Linked DNA regions of Ovis aries: region 2 is linked to region 1. A link is a contact called in public Hi-C data. All regions are on one chromosome and are shown on one strand. The core of a region is the stretch at or near the end of the contact, and the rest is flanking DNA. Distances in the headings are between cores, read along the strand shown.

Region 1 (6,989 bases), core at 2,043-4,542:
GCAGCAGCAGCAGCAGCAGCAGCAGCAGCATCTTTCTCATTTCTGAAAACCAGAAAAGAAATTGAAAACTAATGACTAAGGTCCATCTAGTCAAGGCTATGGTTTTTCCAGTGGTCATGTATGGATGTGAGAGTTGGACTGTGAAGAAGGCTGAGCACCGAAGAATTGATGCTTTTGAACTGTGGTGTTGGAGAAGACTCTTGAGGGTCCCTTGGACTGCAAGGAGATCCAACCAGTCCATTCTGAAGGAGATCAACCCTGGGATTTCTTTGGAGGGAATGATGCTGAAGCTGAAATTCCAGTACTTTGGCCACCTCATGCGAAGAGTTGACTCATTGGAAAAGACTTTGATGCCGGGAGGGATTGGGGGCAAGAGGAGAGAGGGACGACAGAGGATGAGATGGCTGGTTGGCATCACTGACTCGATGGATGTGAGTCTGAGTGAACTCCGGGAGTTGGTGATGGACAGAGAGGCCTGGCGTGCTGCGGTTCATGGGGTTGCAAAGAATCGGACACGACTGAGTGACTGAACTGACTAACTGAACTGAATGATTTATAACTTACTGAGACTTTTACATATAATGATCTCACTCCTCAAAATGACCTAGGGAAATAGGTAGAATAGGTTTATTATCCTCATGTTCCAGATAAGTTATCTAACTCTTAGGAAGGAAAGGGCTGAAGGTTACCCACTTATAGAACATGATTAAAAGCATGGATTCTTGGAGTAACACTGCCTGTGTTTGATTCCTAGTTTAACTATTTATTAGCTATGCAATCCTGGGCAAGTTCTTTAACTCTCTGCGCTCCAGTTTCCTCATCTATAAAGTGAGGATAACGATAGTATGTACCTCATCAAGTTACTGTGAAAAGTGCATCTGATAACCCATGTAAAGCATTATGTGTTATGTCTGGCACATAGTAAGTTCTTAATAAACACTGGCTATTAAAAAGTGATCCAGCCAGGACTTTGACCTAATTCTCTGACTCCAAGTCTAGCGGTCTTCCTATCATTCAAGTTAGTCCTCTTAGAAAAACAAGTTGAAATAACTTTTTTTTGAAATGCTCTTTTCAGGAGTAGCTGAGCCAAGGACATTTTGTTTAGATTTTTACTTAACTCATAACGGGATTACAGAGCAGTAATAAGAACTTAATGTTGTTACATCTTATGAAATCACTTCATAGAATGTAATTTTGGGAGAGAGTACATTGAGGATCCTAATATCAACAATAAAGAGTTGTTCTTTTCCATTTTAAATGTTTTCTCCAGAACTTCAGATCTAGAGCAAATGTGTCATGTCTTTTTGTTATGAAACATGCACAGATTTATTGTGTGTCAAAAGAGAAAACTTCTCTTTCAGCTGCAAATATTTCACATGATATTAAAGGCTGCCCAAACTATTTATTACTTTTTTGTATCTTTAGGGCTGTATCCTAGAAGGATAAAAAGGCTGGTGTATTAGATTATGTGTGAGAATTTTTTTTTTTGCATTAGTTTGTAAAACTAAATAAAACAAAACAAAAAACTTGGAAATAACCTGAATGCTTAGGAAGAAGCGTTTGATTAAGTGAATTTGGAAACAGCCATTCTAAAAAGTATCAGGCAATGAAAAAGACTGAGCTATATGCCAGAAAAATACCTGTGTTATACTGCTAAGTGAAAAAAAAATCATGCTGCAGATTATGTACATAGCATAATCCTATTTTTGTTTAAAAGCTCTAAAATCAACATATATGTTTATATTTCTATGAAAGGCATGAAAATATGGAAGTGAGAGCATCTATTGGAACAGGGTAGCACTGGAGAGGATTGCTAGAATCTGCAAAAATGCTACCTTTTAAAAAATTACATCTTGAGATTATTTTACACACAGAAAGTATATATTACTTATGTAATAAATGTTGAATAACAACAAATTAAAACAAATGTTTTTCTTTAGCAGTGGCCAACTTACACATTCACTGTCCCAAAGCCCACTGAGGAAACATTGATAAGATGCCTGGAGGGACCCATCGTTGAAGCTGTCTATTTTGTTTAGAAATCAAACTTCTGACTTTGGTTGCAAGAGCAAAAAGCTCCAAATGAATTAAAACTCCCAGTCTACAAATAATCATAGCAAACTCAGAGTCTGCTTGCAAATTTTATAAATATACACTGAAACAGGATCACATACCTTCTTAATTGAGCATGATTCAATTATTTGTTAGTCTCTCAATTCATAAATGTTATGATAATCAAATTTCACTATAAAGTGAAGCTAGCACTGTAAAATCTCAGCCTCAGCTATAATAAATGTAATTGCCCTTTTTCCACTGATTTACCGGTATTCTTTAAAATTTGTGTTTGATGTCATCTAAGCCATATCTGCTATTGTCACAACTGCCTATAGGTTTCAAATTAGTAAAGGCTTTGAAATATGACCCTGCTCAGCAGAAAGGAATCTGCAGCACTTGGCATAAAGATTATAATCTTTGGCCTTTCTGTGGCAAGATTTACAACTGTGACCTTGGGCTCTATTTCACTTGGAGTGTAGTCACTTAAAGTTTCCAGTGATGATTGCTTTGAGTTACTAGGTCAGTGTGAATTGCCTAATATAATGTCAGATTCGTGCTTCCCAAGGGCTGGGCAGTATTAGGGACACGAAACAAAGTGAATTTTAATGTCTGCAAAAGGCAGTGCTCTGATATATGAGCCACCTCAGTAACAATGAATTTCCATGGCAGGAGATTTTACCACCAGTTCTTAACCTCTTCCATACTATTCATCCTTTAATTCATGAAATATTATGAGTTCACTTTTAATTAGGTGAAATAGTCTGAAACTAGTTAAAGATAAATGGTCTTAAACTAGTCTGAAACTGGTTAAAGAGATAAAGAGTGAAAATCTAGCTCTATCTTAGGGCAAACTTTTTCCTAGAAAGATAAAACGAGAGCATTGTATGAGGGATGATACAAAGCTGCAAACAGTGCCCTCCGGTTCTATTAACACACTACTCCCTGGAAGCTGAACTGAGGCCTTTGTCGAGATGAAATTCCAAAATGAGTATTTGTTTAAAATTGAGAACTATATTCAGACGACAAGCAGTAAAGGCAGTGGAAGAATTTGCTCTTTTAATAGTCAGACATTTGTTGATGTTTGGCAGAAACCAACACAATATTGTAAAGCAATTATCCTTCAATTAAAAAAAAGTCAGATGTTGCCTAGCTTCTAACAGGAAGAAGCTGCACACAGTATCTGAAACCAGACCTTTCTTTGATTCACTGTATTTAAATATATTGTGAACACTAGATGGCACTCTAGGGTCGCTTTTCATCTTCCACTAACAGGAAGGTGCTTCAACATTAATTCTCGCCTTTAAATAGAGCAAACATGCTATTTAAACAAAGGTCCCTCTAGTTGCTCTGTAGTTCTGTTTTTATATTTATAGTCATGTAATCAATATGTTGGAAGAGTAATTAATTTTTAACCTCAGTCCATGGGGAGATCAAATGTTAGTGGAGTTAATGGATTGAACAGGCTTCATTATTCTAAAGTAACACTAATGATAAGGCAGGGAAGAAAGCAGAGGGTTGTAAACAATTGTGCCATCAAACACCATCATAAAGCAACCGTGCAATGTGATCATGGGCTGCTGACCTGTTGTCACTCTCCTTCAGTACAGCTGTAGCTTCTGCTTTAGTTAACTAGACAAAATGGAGTCTCTTAACGGAGTGTTTGAAACATTTCCTTTTCGAGTCAACGGTGTTGGAATTATCATTCCAAGTAACAGTCCTGATTTTGTTGCCCCTCTGTTTTGAAAGCCTTTTGTCACTTCCCATTTCTTAACATCTTAAGGTGACATTAAAGGCCTTTGATGATTTGAGTCCTCCCTGGAGGAGGCACCTTAGCTTCATGAGAGTCACGTGAGTCTTCATTCACAACACGTTTGCAGTCCGATCTGCCTGCCTGTGTACCGTGTTCTTCCAAGAGAGAGAACCACCGAGTGCAGCATCTGCAGCTTCTATATTGCATCGTATCTATGGGCATGGAAGGTTCTGGATGGGCTCATTCCCAGGACACGAGTTGGGGGAGGGGGCATGGCCGGAGGCGAGGGGCCGGAAGCCAAAAAGGACAAAGGATGCCCCACTCCTCTTTATCCTGATTGTATCCTCCCATCACCCAACCCCATCTTGCAATTTCCAAACACCTCCCAGAATCATGAGAGAATAAGAAAGTTCCTTATGTTGAAGGCAGGGAGGCTCACAGTAGATCACACATCAAGGCTTATTATTAATGGACATAGTACTATGTCTTTTACAAATACTATTATGTTCAAATTAATCTCTCTTGTTCCTTAACCATTCTTATACTTTACTGACATGACTGTCTCCATTTGAAATATCCTTTTCTTGTCCATCCACCTGGCCCCAATTCATATGTATCTTCTTTTACTAAATCTTTAAAGCCTTCTAGAATAATGAATCTCATTATGTGCTGAACTCCCAGATTTCTTAATTTATATGCCTATTATAGTAACCTATTGCCGTTAGGATTTCTGTCCTTATTTTTCTTTTCTAATAAAATTGTAAATTAGGATTTACAATTGAGGATTTGTAAATCTTTCTATCTCTTACTTTCCTTAAGCAAATGCCTCATACAACACTTATGGTCCACTAAATGTTGAATTTACTGAAACTAGTAGAGTAAAACTTGAACAAAGGACCCAGAGTGGATGGCTGTGTCAGGGATAGATCTTTTTATTGAATTAATCATTAAAAGAGAAAGATGAAATGGTTTATTCCATAAAAAACACTAGTTGATACTGGTCTTATAAACACATTGTGTAGAGACTATTAATGGCCTATCAACATCCATTCTCTCCTTATTTCTTAACAGAACCCTGGTTTTTAGCTGGGTATACTGGGGGCAAAAAATTAAAGACTACATTTCCCAGTCACTCCTTGCGTCTAGCTGTGACTCAGACTACATAATGACTGAATTTAGCAGGATTTTAATTCAGCAGGATGACTGAATTTAATGGAATTTAAAGGTTTGCAGGCCTTTAAGGAAGGTTCTTAAAGAATGTTGATTCACAGGGACATAGAGAACAGACTGGTAGTTGCCAAGGGGGAATGGGAGGTTGGGGTTAGCAGAGGTAAGCTTTTATATATAGAATGGGAAAGCAACAAGGTCCTACTACATAGGACAGAGAAGTATATTCAGTATCCTATGCTAAACCATAATGAAAAAGAATATAAAAAAAGAGTTAGATATATGTATAACTGAATCACTTTGCTGTATAGCAATACTGACACAATACTGTATGTCAATTTAAAAAATGCTGACTCAGCGTTTCCTCCTTCTTCCTGAAACTCAGGAAGCCATCGGAACCACAAAGGTGACCTTGAGGAGAGAAGCTGTGCATTGGGATAGCAGAACAGAAAGATGGGAGTCTGGGTCCCTGACAACATCTTGCAGCCTCCATCCCAGGCCCCACACTACCTGTCTACCAACCTGTTTTGTGTAAAAGGAAATTCTTTTCTCATTTAAGCCACATTGTTTTGTGGTTTTCTGAACCTAATCCTGATGCACAGAATCTAGATTAATTGTGGACCATTACTTTTTTTTCCTTTTTGTTTCTGGGGATTTTCTCTAAGTATGATAATGATCGTATAAACTTGTCATCTAAGGAACAGCAGGAGTTGAGGTACTCAAGATGAATAGGTATGTACAGGATGCACAATTTCCCATTTCAGAATGAAAGAAGAGAAGCTTGAATATAATTTGTTAATTATATCTGGATGGTGGGAGTCATTGGGGAGAGGATTAAAAAAATGGGAGAAATTACAACTACTGAGTGTCTTTATCAGGTAGTAACAAAACATATATATTTTTACTTAATCTTTCTAGATGATAACTCTGCATTTTATAATGAGGTGAGCAACTCTCAATCTCAGCTTCCTCACCTTTAAACACTGTGGTCCCCCAGGGTTCCATCCTTGGCCCTCTCTAGCTTCCATGCCTAGATGATCTCATCTGGTTCCACAGCTTTATACCACCAAAGATTGATGTTTTTGCCTCTCCATGATTTAGACTTACATATTCAAATGTCTACTTGGCATTTCCACTTTTTTTTTGTCTAAAACTCACCTAAAATTGACATGTCCAAAGTGGGACTCCTGATCTGACCTGTGACTTTCCCAGCTTTCTCTCTTAGTAAGTAGGGACACTATCCATCTAGTTGTCTAAGCCAAAAACCCAGGAATCATTTTTTGATCCTTCCCTTCCCCTCCTTACCCACATACAACTCAGGACCACGGTGCATTAATTTTTCCTTAAAACTCATCTCAAGTCTATCCACTTAGCTCTGCTTCCAGTCCCTCTATGCAACTTCAAGCCTGCCTTGATTTCATGCCTGGAGTTATTCAATAGCCTCCCTGCTTCTTCTCTTGCATTGCTATAATATATTTTCACTCTGCAGCCAGACTAAACTATTAAAAATAAATCATGTCCTCTCTTACTTAACACCCTTCAGTAACTTCCCACTGCTGTCAGAATAGAAGTCTAACTGGCTCTTGCTTTCATTTCTAGCTGCCTCACACCTTGCTTCTCCTTTAACATACTACTGCTGTGAAGGTTGTTTTACTGGGGCTCAAAAGACAAAGCCCATTCCTACCTCCAGAAGCAGGCTTTGCACTTTGTGTTCTCCCTGCCTTGACTGCTCCATACCAGCTCTTCACACTGTGGGGTCCTCCTCATCTTCAGGTCTTAGTTCATGTTTTGCTTTCTTACAGAGACCTTTCCTGATCACTCTGTCCAAACAGTCATTTAACCTTAATTGTTATTATCCTATTTGTTTCTTTTGTAGTATTTATAACAATTCGAAATTAACTTTTATATAGCTAGCTCTTCTGTGTATCTATCAGCTACACACCATCTATTTATCTGTATCTATCATCTTTCTGCAGATGACACCACCCTTATGGCAGAAAATGAAGAGGAGCTAAAG
Region 2 (6,989 bases), core at 2,293-4,792, 240 kb after region 1:
GCATAGGGTTTCAATATGATTTAATAAAAGGGAAATTTGAAAAGAGAGAGAAATGATAATGGAATGTTTTCTCCTAAAGGAATAGGAATTTCCAGGGGGGCCTTTGCCTTAGGGGCTGTTCTTGTCTATCTCAAAATACTTGGGCAAGATAAAGAACCTATCCCAGTCCACTGGAGAGCAGAGAGGAAGAATCATTGTTTCTAGGAGTCAATGCTTTCAGAGCATCTGCTGTGAGTTTTGTTGGAGATAAGCAGATATGAGGCTGCTGGAGGTGATGAGGTAGCTGCAGCTGGTGGTGAGGGTCCAAGGAAGGTCAAGAAGGAATCTTTCCTGGCCAAATGATTAGGAAGGTACTAGGTGAGGCAGACTGTATGGAACCCAAGAGGGTGTGCCCTGATGTGGAAGAGTAGTAGAAAATCAGGGAAGGTGAGAAAAGATGTATCAGGTGTAAGTCTTCACACATGATGTTTGCTTGACTTCTAATGCTCTTCTCCCCTCTACTTTTCACTGGATGTTATCTTGTCAGTCTTCATGTCTCAGCCTTACAGTCAGTATTTCTTCAGTAAATGAATGAATGGATGAACATGCAGAAAAAATTAACGTTCTGGTCCCAAGAGTTTGAAAGTACAGCAGAGGCAGCAACTATAGCCTTGGTAACAGTAACAGGGCAGAGCTGTTCCATGGGAAGGGTAGCAAGCTCTTGTCACCCTGAGAAAGCCACAGAGATTCTATAAGGAGATGTGATAAGGTCAGGTTGAGAGCTTAAGAAGAGATCAAAGGAATTCCATGTGCCAGTTTTTATCCAAAAAAATTGAAAGCAGGGTTTTGAAGAGATATTTTTATACTCATGTTCATAGTAGCATTTTTCACAATAGACAAAAGATGGAAGTGATCCAAATGTCCGTTGACACACGAGTGGATAAACAACACCTGGTATGTGCCAAAGAATATTATTCAGCCTTAAAAAGGAAGTAAATTCTGACACATATTATAACATGGATGAAACTTGAGAACATTATACTAATGAAATAAGCCAGTCACAAAAAGACAAATACTGTTTGATTCCATTGAAATGAAGTATCTAGAGTAGTCAAGCTCACAGAAACAGAAAGTAAAATGGTGATTGTGGGGGGCTGGGGAAGGGTCAAATGAGAAATTGTTGCTTAATGGGTACATAATTCAGTTTTCAGGGTGACAGATTCTAGAAATTGGAAGCAGGGCAATGTGAATACGCTTAATGTTATTGAACTGTACACTTAAAATTTGTGAAGAAGGTAATTTTATGTGAATTTTATCATAATTTTAAGAGTGTTAAAAAAAGAGAGGATGGTGCAGGGTAGATTGCTTCACCCAGCATCTGCATCTTTGTTTTGCTTGGGGCTGAGATAGTTCAGCCTTGTTGAAACCATTGAGATTTAAGCATTTATAGCACAATACTCATGCCACCTATGCTCTAGTTGAGCCTTGACTCTATGACCCTGCCTTCTTGAATTTCAGTTTTGTTAACTAGGTTCTTGCTTCCCTTAAAAAGCATAGGCCTAATGTCTCTAGGGCTGGGGTTTGCTTTATTCTTTCCATCCCTTCTTTTCTTAAACCTAATTCTTGCCCAGAAGTGGAGCCTGACCTTGAGACCCTGACTTCCTGCCAATTGACTTCCTTAAAAAGATGCTCCAGCTAGGGTGACCAACCACCAAGGGTAGCCCAGACTGTCTCTGTCTTAGCACTGCAACCCCCATATCCTGGGAAACTCCTTGGTCCTGAGCAATCCTGCATGTAACTATCTTCAGTCTGTTGGTGTGTTCTTTGGCATTGGACCCTCCAGTACCTGTCCAATAGCCCTTAATGGAGGCAAGCGTGAGCCTGGCCCGAGTACCAGCTGCACAACCTAGAGTGAGAGGCAGTGAAAGAGCCATATATAAAGCAACTTGATACAAAAGAACACAAAAGAGGAGGAAAAGCTTAAGTGTTTGAAAGGTGGGAAAGTCGCTTCAGCCGTGTCTGACTCTTTGAGATCCCATGGACTGTAGCCCTCCAGGCTCCTCTGTCTGTGGGAATTCGCCAAGTAAGAATACTGGAGTGGGTTGCCATGCCCTCCTCCAAGGAATGTTCCCGACCCAGGGATCAAACCATAATCTCTTATGTCTCTTCTGTATTGGCAGGCGGGTTCTTTACCACTAGTGCCATTTGTAAAGTACTAAAGTTCAAAACTGAGAAGCCAAGAAGAAGATAATTGGTGCTAAGAGATAATGTTTAAGAACTGTGTTGAGATTTTGATATCAATTAACTCATTGAATCCTTACAGCCTTATAATATATATATATATAGTATAGGTCCTGATCTCTTTCATAATTCCTATTTTATAAAAATTATTTTGACTTAAAAAGAAAAAGGCCCTCCTCTTTGCTCATTCAACTCCATGCTTTTTGCCTTATGAGAAGAGACAGAACCAAGACCTAGATTTTGAGATTTTACTTGGGATGGTAAGAGTTTACCACTTCCGTGGGAAAAATGTATTAGTTATACTTGCTTAAATGAATTATTTATAAGCCTGCATTTTGTTATCAGGTTGGTAATTCTTTTTGTTATTTTGCTAAAGAACCTCAATCAGGTACTATGAAATCAGAAATGACCAGACTTGGGTGGACCACTCAACCATGTGCCTCATGCCACAAATATTCCTTGCACAGCTCTGATGTCAGTCCTTCCTGGAAACCAAATCTTATATTATGGCCCTGGAACTTGGTCTATTTGTTATCTCGAAAGTCGGGTCTTACAAAGGCTCAACCTCATAGAAGTTAGTTTGTTTAGAGTCCAATTCCTGTTGATGGATGCAGGAGTTGCCAGAGATTTCATTCTCTTTTCAGGTTCAGACTTAAAAGAATATATAGTCATTTCAGATTTCCAGTAACTTTCTGTTTCCTACAAAGTTAGAGTTTGAGTGATAATATTGTGGTGCTGATAGAAAAACAAGGATAGATTCACTTTCTCTTGCTTGGCTTTCTTGACCAGGACAGAGTTTTTGAAACAGCTTACTGGGGTGGGGATGGGGGAACATACCTGGCCATAGGACCCAGGGTGAAGCCCTAGGTAGTATTTGTGAGTCTGGCCTCATCAATGGTGGCTCTGACCACTAAGTCAGAGATTAGCAAACTATAGCCACAGGCTCACTTCAGCCTGCTGCCTATTTTTTCCCAATAAAATAGAGTTTTATTGGAACACAGCCAGTGTGTGGAATGGCAAAGTTGACTAGTTGTGACAAAGACCGTATGTCCTACAAAGCCTCAAAATATTTACTCTCTGGTCCAGAAAAAGTTTGCCAACCTCTGCAGTAAGTTATGCATAGATTTAGAAGAGATTTGGCTGAAAAATATTCAGTTTGTCTTTAACCTTTTAGGGGGGTCAAGACAAAACCAAAACAGGCCACCACTTGGCTTGAATGTGGCTCCTCTCCCATTTGGAGTCAGCCTCTCAAAGACTATTGGCAGTGAGACACAGTGCTGTTCTGTGGTTGGTGCTAACAGTTTTTTTTGTTTTGCAAACACTCATTATAAAAATAGGCTTATGTTTTTCAGACATCATTGGAAATTATAAACTAGTGTGTGGTGCAGTTTGAATTTGTCCTCTAACGATAAAAGAGCTTGCTAGAGGCCTCTTGGAAAACTTCTAGGACTATCTTTTTTTTTTTAAATTCAGCCTACAGGGAATGCTCAACTGTTTTTTTAATTATTATTTTTTTGAATTTTCTTGTCCCCTTGGGTCTTATTGTTCTCATATATTTTTTAGAACTAGTGAGTCACAGCCTTGTTACAATGAGAAAAATGATTGGTCTCTGGCCTTTGCTAGCATGAGAGATGGTGTTGAGGTGCAAAGATGTCACTGGACAAACTAAATATAGGCTGAGCAAGGCACTCCCAGCTTAGCTGTTTCTCTGCAAACAGAGGCCTGCTACATGTCATGAGCCTCCTCCCTCATTCTTTGCCTTGTGCTTTTTACACTGCTCTGGAGAAATCTTTCTTCTCAGAGTAGGGCTGAAGAAACGTTCCTAAATTCTCTGAGGACCCACAAAACAGCGGGAACTTCATGAATTCTTTTCTGGAGGAAACAAGCTGGTCCTGGTGACCAGACCCAGAGTCCAGAGCCTCAAGAATCCTGTTAGAACATGTTTCCTCCCCAATTCTTAAACTAACTTGCTTGTACATCTTGGTGGCAGCACTTAGCTGCTAAGTGTGATGACACTATAGGGTAGAACTTTCAATTTTCTGCTTTGTATAAGTGAATCAGACTATGTAGGTTAGAGATTAAACAATGAGAATATGCATTTCTAATTACGTACAGATACTAATGGGATAAAGTCACTTGGGAGAAGGATTGAGCGGTCCTATATTTAGACCAAAAAGGGATTTTCCAGCTGATTTTAAACTATTTGAAGCTGCTGGGCTTAAAGTCTTCTCAGTGGTCTACGACAGAAGGTAGAATCCTGATTTCCCGACCCTTATTGTGATTGATTCCCCACATCTCACAGCACAGAGCCTAGAGCCCATCCTGGAGGTGGGGAGATGCCCTAGCAGATGAGAACATGAATCTTTGCTTTGCTTCTGACTCACTGCATGGCCATGGAAAGTTCTTGTCACAAGACATGCAAAAATGAAAGATTTTGCCTTGAGAAACATCTCCAAGACAGTGTCTCCTAGCCATCTTACTCACCCTGTATGTCTAAAACTACCTCCTTGGGCAGGAAAGAATACTGGGACCCCCACAGCTGTGAGGGAGAGGGGAGCAGGCAGCCAACAGCTGAGTAACCAGTCTGGCTGTGAGCCTAGCCTCTGTCGTGGGTGGCTGTGTTTAATCCAAGTGCAGCTGCTGTAACAGATAAACCCCGAAATTTTGGTAACTCAGATTTTGCTCATGTAAATGCCCACTAGTGCTGGAGAGTGGGATGGGGTAGGGGATGGTGCTTTCCTCTGCAGTCTTTGGAGGACCCAAGCTGAGAGATACGCTTATTTCAACATGTGGTTTTCATAGATGCCCTTAGTATACAGACATCCAGCTAAAAAATGGAGGAGTATTTATAGCTCAGACCAGGAAACAGAGCACATAATTTCTTCCCACATTTCAATGCCAGATCTGAGTCTCATGGCCATTGCAAGAAAGGTTGGGAAATCTGGTCTCGCTGTGGGTCCAGGAGGAAAGTTAAGAGTCTCCTGCACAAACTAGTCCAGACTCACATACACCACTTGATGGAGAGGAGCCTCTGATGCTCTATCAGATTCGATAGAATTAACCCTGGAGCTGACTAGGGCAAAGGTGTTGAGTTTCTTCAGTTAGTTGGAGTTGAAGAATATAGAGTTTCTCTCCGAATCTAGTTGACATTGTGGTTGAGTCTCCAAGGTTTATTTTACTACAGATCTTAACCCATCTTGGTTTCCATTTATTTATCTGGCCAGACAACTTGGCAGAGCCAGGAACCACCTTGTGAATCTACAGCTGAATGATTGATGAGAAAGTATGAAATTACCAGTCACCTGGATAGCCCTGAGGAATTGTTCCACACCTGTGAGTAACACCCCCTGCAGGTGAGGCCTTCCCCTGCACAGAATTTGGAGATGCCTTGACTGGGTCCATCTTAACCCAGGGGAATCCAGGTGACTATGGAACTTCAGCAAAGTCCCCTTCCCTTCATGGTGGTAGAGTCCCAGTATCTGCTTTTTTTTTTTTTTTTTGGTCCAGAGCATAAGCTTTTTTTTTTTTTTTTTTGGGGTGGGAAAAGTGGAAACTTCTCTGGCTTGCTCTGCCCAGGAGTAGGGCAGACTGGAAGTGCCAGGGAATTAACACCTGCCACTTCCACCTCCCAGCCCCAGAAGCAGGCTTCAGCAGAATTGGAAATTAAATATAAATGCCTACTCTCTTGATCCTTGGGTAGGATAATTCTCTGGTGTCTAGTGGACCATTTCCCTGAGTTTTCCCAAGTGCATTAAACTGACCATGATTGATCACTCATAGCTCCCAACTGATGATGGTTCCTGCTCTTCTCAAATAAACCATGTGGATTTTTATCTCAGTGTCTGCCTCTGGGAGAGAGCAAACTAAAACTCTACTATTCCAGAAAATAGCCTGGGCTGCATGAAGGGTTTATTCTGACACTTTAAAAATAACATTTTTTCCCCAGGCACATATTTTGGGATCATGATGGTATTTACCCCTAACCTTCCTTCCTAGCTAATTTCAGTAGGTACATGGAAGTGAAGTGAAGTCACTCAGTCGTGTCCGACTCTGCGACCCCGTGGACTGTAGCCTACCAGGCTCCTCAATCCACGGAATTCTCCAGGCAGGAATACTGGAGTGGATTGCCATTTCCTTCTCCAGGGGATCTTCCCAACCCAGGGATCAAACCTGGGTCTCCCATGTTACAGGCAGACGCTTTACCATCTGAGCCACCAGGGAAGCCCCTGGTACATGGAAGCTTCCCATTATAACTATCTTTTATTTTATTTGAGACCCAAAGAAAATTTATCTCCATGTAAATTTTGATAGTGGCTTAAAATACTTTTTTGGTACTATCCTCAGTAAGAAATATGTTCTAATTTGCAACTCACCACACACACAAACATACACCCACACTCATAAAACTGAAACAAGTAATATTAAAGTCATTATATTACCCTTGCTATCTGTGATCTGCTTTGTTATTTCTATTCTGTCCTGTCTTATCCCATCCCATGCCATCTCATGCCATCCCATTTCATCCCACTTCTTCCTACGCCATCCTATCCCATCCCATTCTATTCTGTCTTATTTTTATTTAAAAATGAAAATCATTAACCATTAAATCAATTTTAAAATGCTGTGATAGGTCTGCATCCACAGTTTAAGAAGCACTAGCTGAAAGAGACACATTCCAAAGCAGATACTGGTGTAACAGGATTCTTAAAGGATGAATGTTCAAGAGGATTTGCAAAACTGTTATTCTCTGTCCCTCAGGATAGCTGTGC

The links. Hi-C and Micro-C count contacts between places; a contact is called where the count stands out from the background.
Region 2: a contact with region 1 is called in a Hi-C map of blood, with 6 times the contacts expected there. The contact joins two enhancer-like sites. A contact is called at or near these places in 12 of 16 Hi-C or Micro-C datasets (blood, hypothalamus, liver and 7 more).

Annotation. Positions count from the first base shown.
Region 1 is chr4:53,076,454-53,083,442 of ARS-UI_Ramb_v3.0, forward strand. It overlaps LOC132659684 (a long non-coding RNA gene), which reads left to right. Exons shown (of 3, transcript XR_009600408.1): 3 at 1-1,258. Among named protein-coding and RNA genes, the nearest start is that of CAPZA2, 55 kb to the left of the region's middle. Within about 2 kb of position 3,293, at least 5 of the 54 cell types and tissues checked have an H3K27ac peak or open chromatin away from gene starts, as enhancers often do. A contact at or near this core is called in tail adipose tissue, where this site is marked.
Region 2 is chr4:53,317,174-53,324,162 of ARS-UI_Ramb_v3.0, forward strand. The region is part of intron 1 of TFEC (transcription factor EC); the gene reads left to right. Among named protein-coding and RNA genes, the nearest start is that of CAV1, 55 kb to the right of the region's middle. Within about 2 kb of position 3,543, at least 8 of the 54 cell types and tissues checked have an H3K27ac peak or open chromatin away from gene starts, as enhancers often do. A contact at or near this core is called in tail adipose tissue, where this site is marked.